4 separate regions of the Mus musculus genome follow, and regions 1, 3 and 4 are each linked to region 2. Evidence: chromatin contacts called from public Hi-C and HiChIP or PLAC-seq data. All regions are on one chromosome and are shown on one strand. The core of a region is the stretch at or near the end of the contact, and the rest is flanking DNA. Distances in the headings are between cores, read along the strand shown.

The links. Hi-C and Micro-C count contacts between places; a contact is called where the count stands out from the background. HiChIP or PLAC-seq counts read pairs in DNA pulled down with a chosen protein or histone mark.
Region 1: a Hi-C map of uterus shows a contact between it and region 2, with 2.8 times the contacts expected there. The contact joins the enhancer-like site here to the promoter of B3glct in region 2. A contact is called at or near these places in 16 of 39 promoter capture datasets (the 3T3-L1 cell line, the C10 cell line, the HPC-7 cell line and 9 more), 2 of 15 datasets of contacts at CTCF or cohesin (pro-B cells and stem cell-derived epiblast-like cells), 19 of 484 Hi-C or Micro-C datasets (B cells, CD8 T cells, Sertoli cells and 11 more), 17 of 115 datasets of contacts at active chromatin or transcription factors (T-cell acute lymphoblastic leukemia, astrocytes, cardiomyocytes and 12 more) and 3 of 9 other capture datasets (adipose tissue, embryonic stem cells and pancreatic islet).
Region 3: an HNF4G HiChIP or PLAC-seq map of pancreatic cancer cells shows a contact between it and region 2. The contact joins the promoter of Medag here to the promoter of B3glct in region 2. A contact is called at or near these places in 1 of 39 promoter capture datasets (liver) and 1 of 115 datasets of contacts at active chromatin or transcription factors (pancreatic cancer cells).
Region 4: a contact with region 2 is called in an H3K4me3 HiChIP or PLAC-seq map of craniofacial prominence, with 4 times the contacts expected there. The contact joins the enhancer-like site here to the promoter of B3glct in region 2. A contact is called at or near these places in 1 of 39 promoter capture datasets (the HPC-7 cell line) and 5 of 115 datasets of contacts at active chromatin or transcription factors (craniofacial prominence, embryonic basal ganglia, embryonic forebrain and 2 more).

The regions. Positions count from the first base shown.
Region 1 is chr5:150,030,039-150,032,738 of GRCm38.p6, reverse strand. The region is part of intron 1 of Rxfp2 (relaxin/insulin-like family peptide receptor 2); the gene reads right to left. Among named protein-coding and RNA genes, the nearest start is that of Rxfp2, 13 kb to the right of the region's middle. Within about 2 kb of position 1,363, at least 41 of the 459 cell types and tissues checked have an H3K27ac peak or open chromatin away from gene starts, as enhancers often do. A contact at or near this core is called in cerebral cortex, nephron progenitors, neural progenitor cells and 2 more, where this site is marked.
Region 2 is chr5:149,676,838-149,679,537 of GRCm38.p6, reverse strand. B3glct (beta-3-glucosyltransferase) reads right to left here and starts at 1,308. Exons shown (of 15, transcript NM_001081204.2): 1 at 1,159-1,308. The coding sequence starts at 1,201.
Region 3 is chr5:149,410,415-149,413,114 of GRCm38.p6, reverse strand. It overlaps Medag (mesenteric estrogen dependent adipogenesis), which reads right to left and starts at 1,366. Exons shown (of 5, transcript NM_027519.4): 1 at 860-1,366. The coding sequence starts at 1,137.
Region 4 is chr5:150,079,184-150,081,883 of GRCm38.p6, reverse strand. Rxfp2 (relaxin/insulin-like family peptide receptor 2) reads right to left here. Exons shown (of 18, transcript NM_080468.2): 18 at 1-939. The coding sequence ends at 680. Among named protein-coding and RNA genes, the nearest start is that of Gm38755, 18 kb to the right of the region's middle. Within about 2 kb of position 1,258, at least 53 of the 459 cell types and tissues checked have an H3K27ac peak or open chromatin away from gene starts, as enhancers often do. A contact at or near this core is called in craniofacial prominence and embryonic basal ganglia, where this site is marked.

The sequences.
Region 1 (2,700 bases), core at 114-2,613, 350 kb before region 2:
CTGAACTCAGCTCCTTTCTCTTTGCCCTCTGTCTTCTTCATGTCTGCCACCACTTGGTGCTCAATTAACTTTAAAAAACAAATCAACTCCCATAGGAGCTGAAAAAGGAAAGAACCTCTTTCAGAATCTGACCTTGCTAACGCTGTGGGCTCCCGTTTCAACTCTGAGTAGATAAAATCCCGGGTCCTGTGTACTGTACTTCTCATTCTCCCTCATAATCATTAAATTTAGATAATAATTAAGAGTCCCGGCTGTGTTTGGCACATACTGAGGGAGGCCCACTGGGCATCTGTGGGAGGCATATTCTGCAGTCTGGGGCTCCTGCCATCTCTGGCTGCAGTAGAGAGAGGCAGTCTTATTGAAACTCAGGGATTATAAAAGTGGAGGTGGCCAACATCAAAGCAGAGCTGGTGGCTTCCAGAGGTTTCCATGGGACCCCTTTGGCCAAACTACAGCAGTGAGAAGATCTGGGCCCGTGCAAGGAAACCACTGTCCAGCCCCCCCACCCCCATCCAGTCAGTACTCCAGCTGTGCACTGGCATGATGTCATAGCCCTGCAGCTGCCTTTCAGAGCCGCCAGCTGGGCTGCTGCCCAAGGATGCTTTGAGTTGCCAGTTAACACTTCTCCTGGGCTCCTGGGAAGGGATGTGTGAGAAGGATCTTTTAGGTTTGCAATGTAAAAAATCACTAAAGATGGTCAGGTCCCTGTTTGATTTTCTGACAACAGTACTGTTGACTGGAACGGAGGAGAGTCGGGTGTTCTGAAGAACCAGCCTGCCCCCCACCCCCAACCCCATCCCCGTCTTAGGCTTGAAAACCAACTTTTAGTAAAGACAAATCAGGTTCACTCCTGTTTATGATTAAACCTGTTTCTCAAGGATTGGGCTATGCCCCACCTGTGTCCTTAAACTATAAATGGCTCTGTTCTGCCTGTTCCAGGCATGACAATCATGTCTTTGTTTCAAAGGGTTGATGATAATCACCTTGCAACCCTACCTTTGTTTCAAAGGTTATAGGATCACCTACAACTACCTTGTTATGATACCTGTTGCTATGTCTACTTTGTTATACCTACTTTGCAATTATGTCTTTGTTATGTTTATGCTCTGCTCCTGGAACCCCACCTATTTTGCACCCCTAAATCCTCCATTTAGAAACCCCCTACTCCCAAGCATGAATAAAAAAAGCTTGCTTTAATGAGTTTGGCCATGATGATTTGGGTCAGTGATCTTCTCCCATCTTTGGGATTAATGGTCCCTCCACACGAGTGCCTTCCAGAAAGGGCATTCCACAGAGGTGACTGACTGAGACCGTTTCCTAGGCGACCTGAATGGTGCTGTTCACCTCGGTGAGGATGACACTGTCACTGAAAGAGGAAACCATAGAGCAGAAGGTCACAGACAGAGCCCCAGCCACACACTTAAGAGTTAACTACTGCAACATCCAGGAAATGTTAACCGGGTCATGTCGGCTGCCAGTCAACAAGACAGGCAACATCATCTCCCCTGGGTGTTCTGAGTGGGATGAAGCAGCTCTCTGTGCAGTTTGCACTTGATCAGTCCACTTTCTGGAAGCTGCTCTACTTCTGGCAAGTCAGAGCATCTCTAAACATGTTGTTTAGAGTCCAGGCTGACCACTAATGTACAATTCTCCTGCCGTAGCATGGAGCGATGAGATCACAGCCTGCCATCATGCCTGCCTGGCTGTGTTCTGGTGTTTAAAATAACCATCTTGTTCAGTGTGATTAGAGAGTCTGCCTTCTTTCTGAAAGCTGCCCAAGACCGAGACACTCAGAGAATGCCCATTGAGTGGGTGAAGGATGGAGGGGCAGGACAGAGTGTGACAGTGACAGACTAGATGGATCCCTGAAGTGTGCAACACTGAGAGGAGAGAGGATTGGACCTCTGTCTCATCTCTTGCTTCTCAAATTCTGAGTCATGGATTCCCCTGTCTCAGAGAACCTTCATTCACAGCTCTTCTAAGTGAGGATTCTTCCAAATCCCACCAATTTACAGCTCCCCTTCCCCCGCACCCAGGGGTCCTGACATCACCTGATCAGGATGCTCCTTGTACAGATACAAGGTACCCCTCACATAGACGGCCTACACTGAGACATGTGGGGACTGCATGGCCTGGCCGTGGACCAGGGTCAGGGGTGATGCCTGAAGGGGGATGCCTCCCTACTTGCTCACAGGAATGTCTCTCAAGTCTACCCTTTGCCCAGCATCTCAGGTGCTCTCTACAGTAAGTACAGACCTGCTTTTCTGTATTCCCATTATCTTTTCCTTGTCATACCATCCCTTCCACATTGGTCTCATTCAGTCAGTTCTCAGAGGCCGGACATGGCTTAGAGATAGCATGCTTGTCTAGTGAGGTCCAGGTTTAATCACCACATCACAACATGTATGTGGGTGCGTGTGTGCATACACACACACAGGCACAAATGCACACACGTGCAGACACACACATACACAGGTGCACAGACACACACACACACATGTAGGCACATACACATACAAACATGCACCCTTGCACGTACATACACAGGCATACACACATGCACACACAGACCCATGAACATACACACACACACACACGTAGGCATACACACATATATAAACACGGGCATACATACATGCATCACACACACACACATGAATGCACACACAGGCACATACACAGGCATATATACACCCATCA
Region 2 (2,700 bases), core at 59-2,558:
AAGTTTGTAGGTTCCTAGGGAGTGGTACACAAAGAGAGGAGGTCTCTGGGAAATTGCAGGAGCTGAGGGTACAGGGTGGGGGTGACGCAAGGGATACGGGGAGGGGGGCGCGCCTTGGGGCGTGCTAATGGCTGTATCAGGGTTCTGTAAAGCTGGGTAGGGTCTCAAGGAACACACGATGGGATGCATGGAGTATTTAAGGCAAAACGGTGTGTGCTTGACTGGGGCGATGGGCGGGGGTGGGGGTGGGGTGTAGATAGTGGGACACCGGTCATGCACAGCAGGAGATCCAGGGTACATACGGAGGAGTGGGAAAAGGGGTGCCCATGGCCGAGTGCAGGTTGTCCACAACAGGAGGTACAGGGTGCACAGGGCGGAACACGGGGGATGCACAAGGTAGAGAGCGGGGTGCACACAGTGGGATGCGGGGTATGCACGGTGAGGTGGGATACGGTATTCAAGGTCGGGAGGGGTGAAACTTGGGATATGCACCTCCAGGCACTGGGAATGCACATGGAGGATCGAGGGGTGTGCACAAGGTGGGGCGCGGGGATGCACATCTAGGGGTATGGGATGCACAACTATGGGACCCATGAGTGCACAGCTGTGGGACACAGGGGCACACGGTAGAGAGCAGGGGGTGTACGGCCGGGCACGGAGTAAGCACAAGCAGAGGGTGCACACGGTGGGGCGCACGGAGTGTACACAGTGGGGCGCAGAGTGCACACGGCGGGCCGTGGCATGAATGCCGTGGGGCGTAGGATAGCTACGGTGGAGTGCGGAGTGCACACCGCGGAGCGCGGCAAGCATTCGGCGGGGCGCTGGGGGCGCACAGGGCGGGGTGCTCATAGTGGGGCGCGAGGTGTGCACCGCAGGGCGCACGGGCGGCGCGCAGGGGCGGGAAAGGCGCGGCCTCTTGTAAAGTTTCTAGCAGTTGCGCGGCTCTGGCTCCCGACCCGGCCGCGCCCTCCCCACCAGCCCGCGTGCCCCGGCGGAAGGAGGCGGAGATGGAGAGGGCGCGGGCCGAGGGTGGCGCCACTAGAGGGCGCTGCGGCCGGGACGGGGCGGGACGGGGCGGGCGGCAGCCGGAACCGCGCGGGGGTGGCCAGCAGCCCCGGGACTCCCTCCCCGCGCCCGCCCGGGCCGCTCGCTACTTACCCGCGGAGCAGCTGAACAGCGCCAGCAGCGCGGGAGGCCGCATCCCGGAGGCAGAGGCTCCGCGCCCTTCCCGGAGCCGAGCTGCGCGGACGCCCTGCGCGCCTGACCCTTCTCGCGCTCCCCTCCTCCTTCCCGGCGCCGCGCCGGCTCGGGCTGCGCCCTCTGGCGGCCGGGATCGGGAGCGCCCCGGTGTACGCTCGCAACCGGCGCGGTTGTAGGTGGTCCTGCTGCCCAGCTGGACCGCGCCCTCCTCTGGGCATCTGACCTCAGAGCTTCTTTTCTGACCCTCTGACAAACTCTGCCGTCATGCCCTTCGCTTCCCAGAACTTCTTTCCCCATCCCTAGCAGTAGATCACCCTTACTGTCCTCAAAGTGAAGGAAGAAGGATCGTTTTTTTCTTCCCTGCTAATGGACTATCTTCAGTTTTTATAAAAAGCAAAATCGATAATTCAACTCTTAATATTGTTGGCACCGATGTTCTACTTTGATGAAGGTGTTTTTAATCAGCTCAACTAATTTACTTAATATCCTCTTCTTAAATGGAATTTGATTAATAGCTTTGGCCCGGAGTTTTGCTCTTAATAGATGTTGGTGTAAAGCTAAATTTTTATTAATGTTATTTTGAGTGTTCACTGTGATGGAAGAGAGAGGGTATTCAAGATACTTGATGAAAATGAATCAATTAAGAACACAGAGAAGAGTGAGGTGGAAAAGTCACATAAGCAGAGTTCCTTCCAGCACAGAATCCTGAAGGGTCTCCCTCCCACCCTGGAAGAGTTCCACCTGAGGACCTTACAGTTACATTGTAGTGAACCAAAGAGGGAAACAATTACAGGGAAGAATTAGAGGGACCCTTCCCAGAAACACAGTTTCTCCTGCATCTCCAAGGATGTAAAAAAGACTGACTGAGCAACCCTGGCTTGTGTTTAGATGATGCGAGGCTAGAGGGCAGCTAGAGTTGCCTTTCAGCCACTGTGGTCACAGGACAAATGACTCACCGAACATCTCCCCCAACCACAGGTAGTAAAACTCTAGGGCAAGCCTGCTCATAAAGACTTTGGCAGTCATATTTCTTAGTTTCTGTGTGTTTCTTGTTGACTGGTGCCAGTCTCTTGACTGATGAAGACCAGCGCTACAGTTTTTCCAAATTCTTGGTTGGCTGCTTTAACTCCTTGGGCTTTCTTGGGAAGTTCTAAAGCTGATAGACAGTTTCCCATTGCTAAAGTTTTCTAGCATTCTCCTAGGAAATATTCCTTCCCTTTGTTAGACACCGTACCTATAAACAAGATGTAAATAGAGAGAAAAATCTAGTAGCCAAGTAACACAACTGAGGACCCTACTTTGGTAGCAAACAACTTTGAGGGCTTAGTGGATCAGACTTTTCATTGAAATTATCCTGGAAGGATGGAGAGGTGACTCAGTGATTAAGACCATGTACTACTCTCCTGGAGGGCCTGAGTTCCATTCCTACATCCACATTTGTTGGCTTATGACTGCCAGTAACTCAAACTCCAGAGTGGCCGATCCGATGATCCATCTGAT
Region 3 (2,700 bases), core at 117-2,616, 270 kb after region 2:
TCCTACCTGCATGCAGTTGGAAGAATGCACCAGCAGTGTCTAGCCCTTTGGCTGCACCCTAGCCCAGTGATAAATACATCGTATCTTCACAATCGGGCCGGCTGCGGATCGCTCAGACTCCAGACTCACTTGGTTCTGGGGCACTGAGCACCCTATTATACATGGATGAGGGCCATGTACCCTATTCCTTCAAGGTGACCCGGTAATGCTGAGATCAAAGTTGGCTTCCACATCCTTGCCAGCTTCAAGCCTACCAATGGACGTCTGAGTCCTCTTGGCCACGACAGCTCCTGAGGACCACTGGATAAAGGCCAGGGTCTCACAGTGCTCTGCAAAAAACCACGAAGCTATCTTTGCCCTTATTTCTGCCCAAGCTGTCTATTCACCCAAGAGCCAACACGGGGTCTGGGGTTCTGGGGGCCCTTTTTCTTCTTCACTATAGTTGCTTGGTTTAAGAAACACCGAGAGAGCAATTACTCTGGGAAAATGAACTATCTGCATGCTCCAGCTGCATAAAGTTATTCTCGCTCATAACTAAAGCTAGGTGCGAGGATCCGCATCCAAGACATCTCCTGAGGGTTGTGCCTGCACACTGAGCTCATCCGACCTAGTTTAAGGGCAGAATGGAAAAAACTTGCCACCAGCTTGTTGGGTGGGACTGAGTGTGCTTCCCACCCGATCCTCCCTACATTCTCAGCAAAACGCCCTAGTTACCTGCTTGGGGGCTGGGGGGAGGAGGGTTCGGGCTGTAGGGTGGCAGGTAGGTTATCTCCATCTCCAGTCCCCAGTCTACCAGAGACAGGGCAGCAGCCAGATAGAGGATTTGCTCCAGGCTAGAGCACACGGTGTGGCCACCTACCTCTTGATGTAGCTGCTGAGGCGATAGAGCTGCCCTTCTAGGCGCACAAGGCCGTCCCCGAAGACGTTGAAGCCCCCACGTGCGGCCGCGGGTTCCCCGGGCCCGGGCACCAGGAGCTGCTCACCGCGCAGTTGGAAGGCACCAGGCTGTAGGCGGAGCAGCTGCGACAGGGGCAGCAGGGCCAGCTCGCAGTCGCACGTCCACAGACTGCGCAGCTCCCCGGATGAAATGGAGGTCAGGCTGGGTCTGGCCACAGGCTCGCACGCTGCAGTGGCCATACTCAGGCTGTGGCTCTGTCCCCTTCCTACCCTGAGGGTCGCTAAGTGGGAGGAGTAAATCTGTGGTCTGTCCCGAGCTACCTTGGGCTGCGTGCAAGTAGTAAGTAGCTCAGGAGCCCTCTTGTCACCTTGAAGGTTGCCCACCCTTGTGGAGCGCTGCAGGCAGGACACTGAGAAAGCGGTCCCCGCGCTGCGCAGCCCCTTTTATCAGGCACCAGGCACGCCCCTCCGGCCCCCAGGCAGGACCCCAGATGCTCCTCCGCTCCGGCAGAGCAATCAGTGTTTCATAACTTGGCATGCTCCCACCTCGCCTGCTCACAGCCAAGACTAACTTAGTCATCCCACTCGGGTCAGACACTCAGCCCCCGCGCGGGGCCCTCCCTGCCTGGTCCACACTGCATGGTGCAGCATCCTCCCCACGACAGATGCCCAGGCCTGGCTCAGCGCCGATTAATCCCTCAGGTACCACAAAGCGTTCCTGACCACTTCTCCACCTGGGGCCCAGGGGCTGTCAGCTTAGGCTGGGAGTTGCTGCATCCGTATCTACATCCCCCATTCTATGCCTCATCTGTCTGCAGCTCACTCCACCTCCACCTAGATGACCCAGCTTTTCCTTCTCTCAGCACTTCCTGGAGCGGGTTCCCACCCAGCATCCTTCCATGAAGGCCTGCCACTTTCCCAAAAGGTTTTCCTGCATCCCCTGTGCACTCCAGACCTTGACCCTCTTGCTTTTCGCTGCCCGGTGGCCCCTTGACAGCTTTGTGCTTGGATTCAAGCGGGAAGTCCCCTAGCAGGCCTTCCCAGCCCTAGTCCCAGAATCTGTTAATTTGCTCAGTTTATAAATATTTGAGTGCTCTGGCTACGTGCTCACACGTCTCCTGAGGGATGAAAAGACTATTCCTTTCAATTTAATTAAATGACTATTTCCAGCCTATCTAGTAGAAGATGAAGAATAAGCTAAATCCTGAGAATGTGGGTGGATAACCACAACCCCTGTTATCATCCAACTTGTAGTCTAACAGAGGAGCAGGCATGTGTTCCAGCAATTACATTGACTGAGTCTCTGCTCTCGGTAAGCTGGCATGAGACTCCAGGCAGCGCCGAGAGGTAAAATTTAGAGTCTATCTTCAGTTTGTCTCTGAGAGCCTCCATAGAGCCTGGGTTTAATTGATTCAAACAGAAGCATTTCTGCTACATTTCACTTTTGCCATTTACTTTTGAAGGTTTTAAGTTATTTTTATTTGTGTGTGTGTGTGTGTGTGTGTGTGTGTGTGTGTGTGTATGAGTGTTTGCATGTATGTATGCACACCTCATAACCACCGAACCATCATCTCTCCAGCACCCTCACCCCAGGTGTTGTAGAATTTTTATTCTGCTTGCTTCATTTGATGGTAAGAAGCACGTTGTGTTTCAAACAGCACTGCCTTGGTAAACTATTTCAAACCACTAAGCTATTTTCCATCAAAGGAATGCACTCTTCTTTGTCTAGACTTTCCTTTACTGCAACATTAAAATCACTTTGTTTTCTCTTACTATGGTAACACACCATTACACTTTCCATCT
Region 4 (2,700 bases), core at 9-2,508, 400 kb before region 2:
TCTTTGGGGAAAGTTTGGGTTTCCAATTTCCTTTCCTCTGTGGGTGATGTTAGAAAAAAATCATCTAAGATCTCAGCTTTTCTGAGCTTAGAGGTCAAGAGGCGACTGACTCTAGTCTCCCACAGCATGTCTCCTGCTTGTCTGGTCATGCTAGTCACGATAAAGTGGTGCGAAGAACTGCGGTCAAAGTTGCTATTCCAGCAGCCTGCAGAAGCTCTCAAAAGTATCAATAAGATGTTGACGGTTTCATTCGCTACTGAAAGAGCAATGACAAAGATGTTCATTTTGTGCCTTGGTGGTCACACTGGAATAAGATGTCATAGATGCCCATACTTAACAGACAGTGCAACTCGGTGTAAGAGAAGCCATGGCAGTGTCTACATGTGGGCATCCAGGGCTAGGCAGGCAGTACTGACTGCCTGGAGATCCACCCTGTATCAGTCTACATGGATTCACTTGTATATGCCAGGTCTGAGCCGGCAAGGATGCGATGCTATTCTCAGCTTGGTCCACAGGTCCTAGAGCTGCCACCGGAATGCAGGGGCCAACAGCCATTCCATTGTGTCCCTGGTGCTGAGTGGGTGGCTGCTGGCCAAGATGGAAACCTTCTCAGATGCCATCTTCCCCAAATTGTACCTTGTTTTAGGTAGTACCCTCAAAGTCCAGCAATCCAAAGCCTCTACGGGGAGACCGGCTTCATTATACTGTCCCCAAGGGCTATTTTGCTCAACACTCCAAGTTTAAGTGAAGACTCGTCTGTCCACACAATGGAAGCGGATAAACTTTTCTTCTTAACTTTGAAGATGGGTTTCCTCCGATGTTTGTGCAGCAACTGTTTCAACTTGTCCTTAAAAAAGGAGGTCGTCAGAGTGTAGAGGATGGGGTTTAAGGCGCTGTTCACCGGAAGGAAAAAAACCACGATCCAGGAAGTGATTGTGCCTGGCGAAATAAGTTTGAAAGGAAATAGAAAGTGGATTTTCTCTCTCTCTCTCTCTCTCTCTCTCTCTCTCTCTCTCTCTCTCTCTCTCTCTCTCTCTCTCTCTCTCTCTCTCTCTCTCTCCTCTCTCTCTCTCCTCCCCCAGGTCCAGTCCTCCCCCACCGACACCCGTCCCCAGCCCATCCCTACTGCTGTAGCAGAACACCAACTGCAACCTCCCCCACAACAATCTCCCGTGGATCCCACACACTGTCCTCACCTAACTTCCCTGTTCCCACTCGTGCAATTACAGCAGGCAGCAACTGCTAAAGCACAGGTCAGGCTTGTTGACATTCCTTCTACGCTCCGCCCAATAGTTACCTAGCAACAGCCTAGTAGGCCAGGCTTGCTATATAAAAGGGACTGTTCCCCTCCCCCCCTCCCTTTCCTCTCTGACCCCTTTCTCCCCTAAGCCCAAATCTCTACGTTTCTCTCTCTCCCTCTCCCTCCCTCTCCCTCTCTCCCCAACCCCCATGGAGGGGTGCCTCAGCATGGGCTCCCTGAGGTACCCCTTCCCACGGCACCATACCATGCTATATAAAACATATCCTTGGCCTTATAACACATATCAGTGCCTACCAGAAAACCAGGCAGGCTGTCTGCAGACCTCCCCTTCCTCTTCTTTCTGTTCCCCAAGACCCAACTCCCCAATCTCACTCTCAGCTCTGCAGCAGAAATACTTCCCTGCCCCCTTCTCCCATCTTCTGTGGATCCCACAGATCTTCCCTTCCTAATCTTCCTTCCCCCAATTCGTTTCTTTGTCCCAGACCCCAAGTCCAGCATGCACCTCCCTGCTAATCCAAGGCGCAACAAATAGGCTGAAGGCAGACCCACACCTCTCCTCCTGCTCCTGGGTTCAGACGCCCTCGGTCCAGTCCCATCCCAGCTCTGTAGCAGGAAACCTGCTGAGGTCTCCCTTTCCTCTCTGATCTCATTCTCAGTGGATCACAAAGACCTTCTCTTCCAACCTTCTTTCCCCCACCCCATCTCTCTTAGCCTTCAACACCAGTAGGCATTCCCCATGGACACAAGAGCTGAACAGGACAAAAACCAGGCAACACACATCATCACATGCTCCAAAAATCCAGAGAGGAAACAGAAACCAAGGAACAAAACACCCACCCCACAAAGACAAATCCAGCAATCAGTGCCTAGATATTTAATCATCCCAAAACCAGACGCTGAAACTCCAGTATAAAAACACAACAACAGCCAGGGTACTAACTCTCCATGAGAGCACAGCTATCCTACCATAGCAGGTCAGGAATATTCTAACCTCGCTGAAGCATAAGACAATGACCTTAAATCAGCCTTTATTGATAGCATTTCCTTAAAGAGGAAATGGATAAATCCCTTAAAGAAATCCAGAAAAGCATTTAATCCCATCACTTGGGAGGCAGAGGCAGGCGGATTTCTGAGTTTGAGGCCAGCCTGGTCTACAAAGTGAGTTCCAGGACAGCCAGGGCTATACAGAGAAACCCTGTCTCAGAAAAATAAATAAATAAATAAATAAATAAATAAATAAATAAAACAAAAGAAGAAGAAAAGAAAAACAAAAACAAAAACAAAAAAAAGAAATTCAGGGAAACACAACAAACTAGTATAAGGAAATAATATGTGCAAGACCTGAGGTTGGGAATAGAATCAATAAAATGCAAACTAAGGGACTTCTGGAACTGAAAAAATTCAGGAAGTCTAAGGGGAAGTACAAATGCAAGCATCAC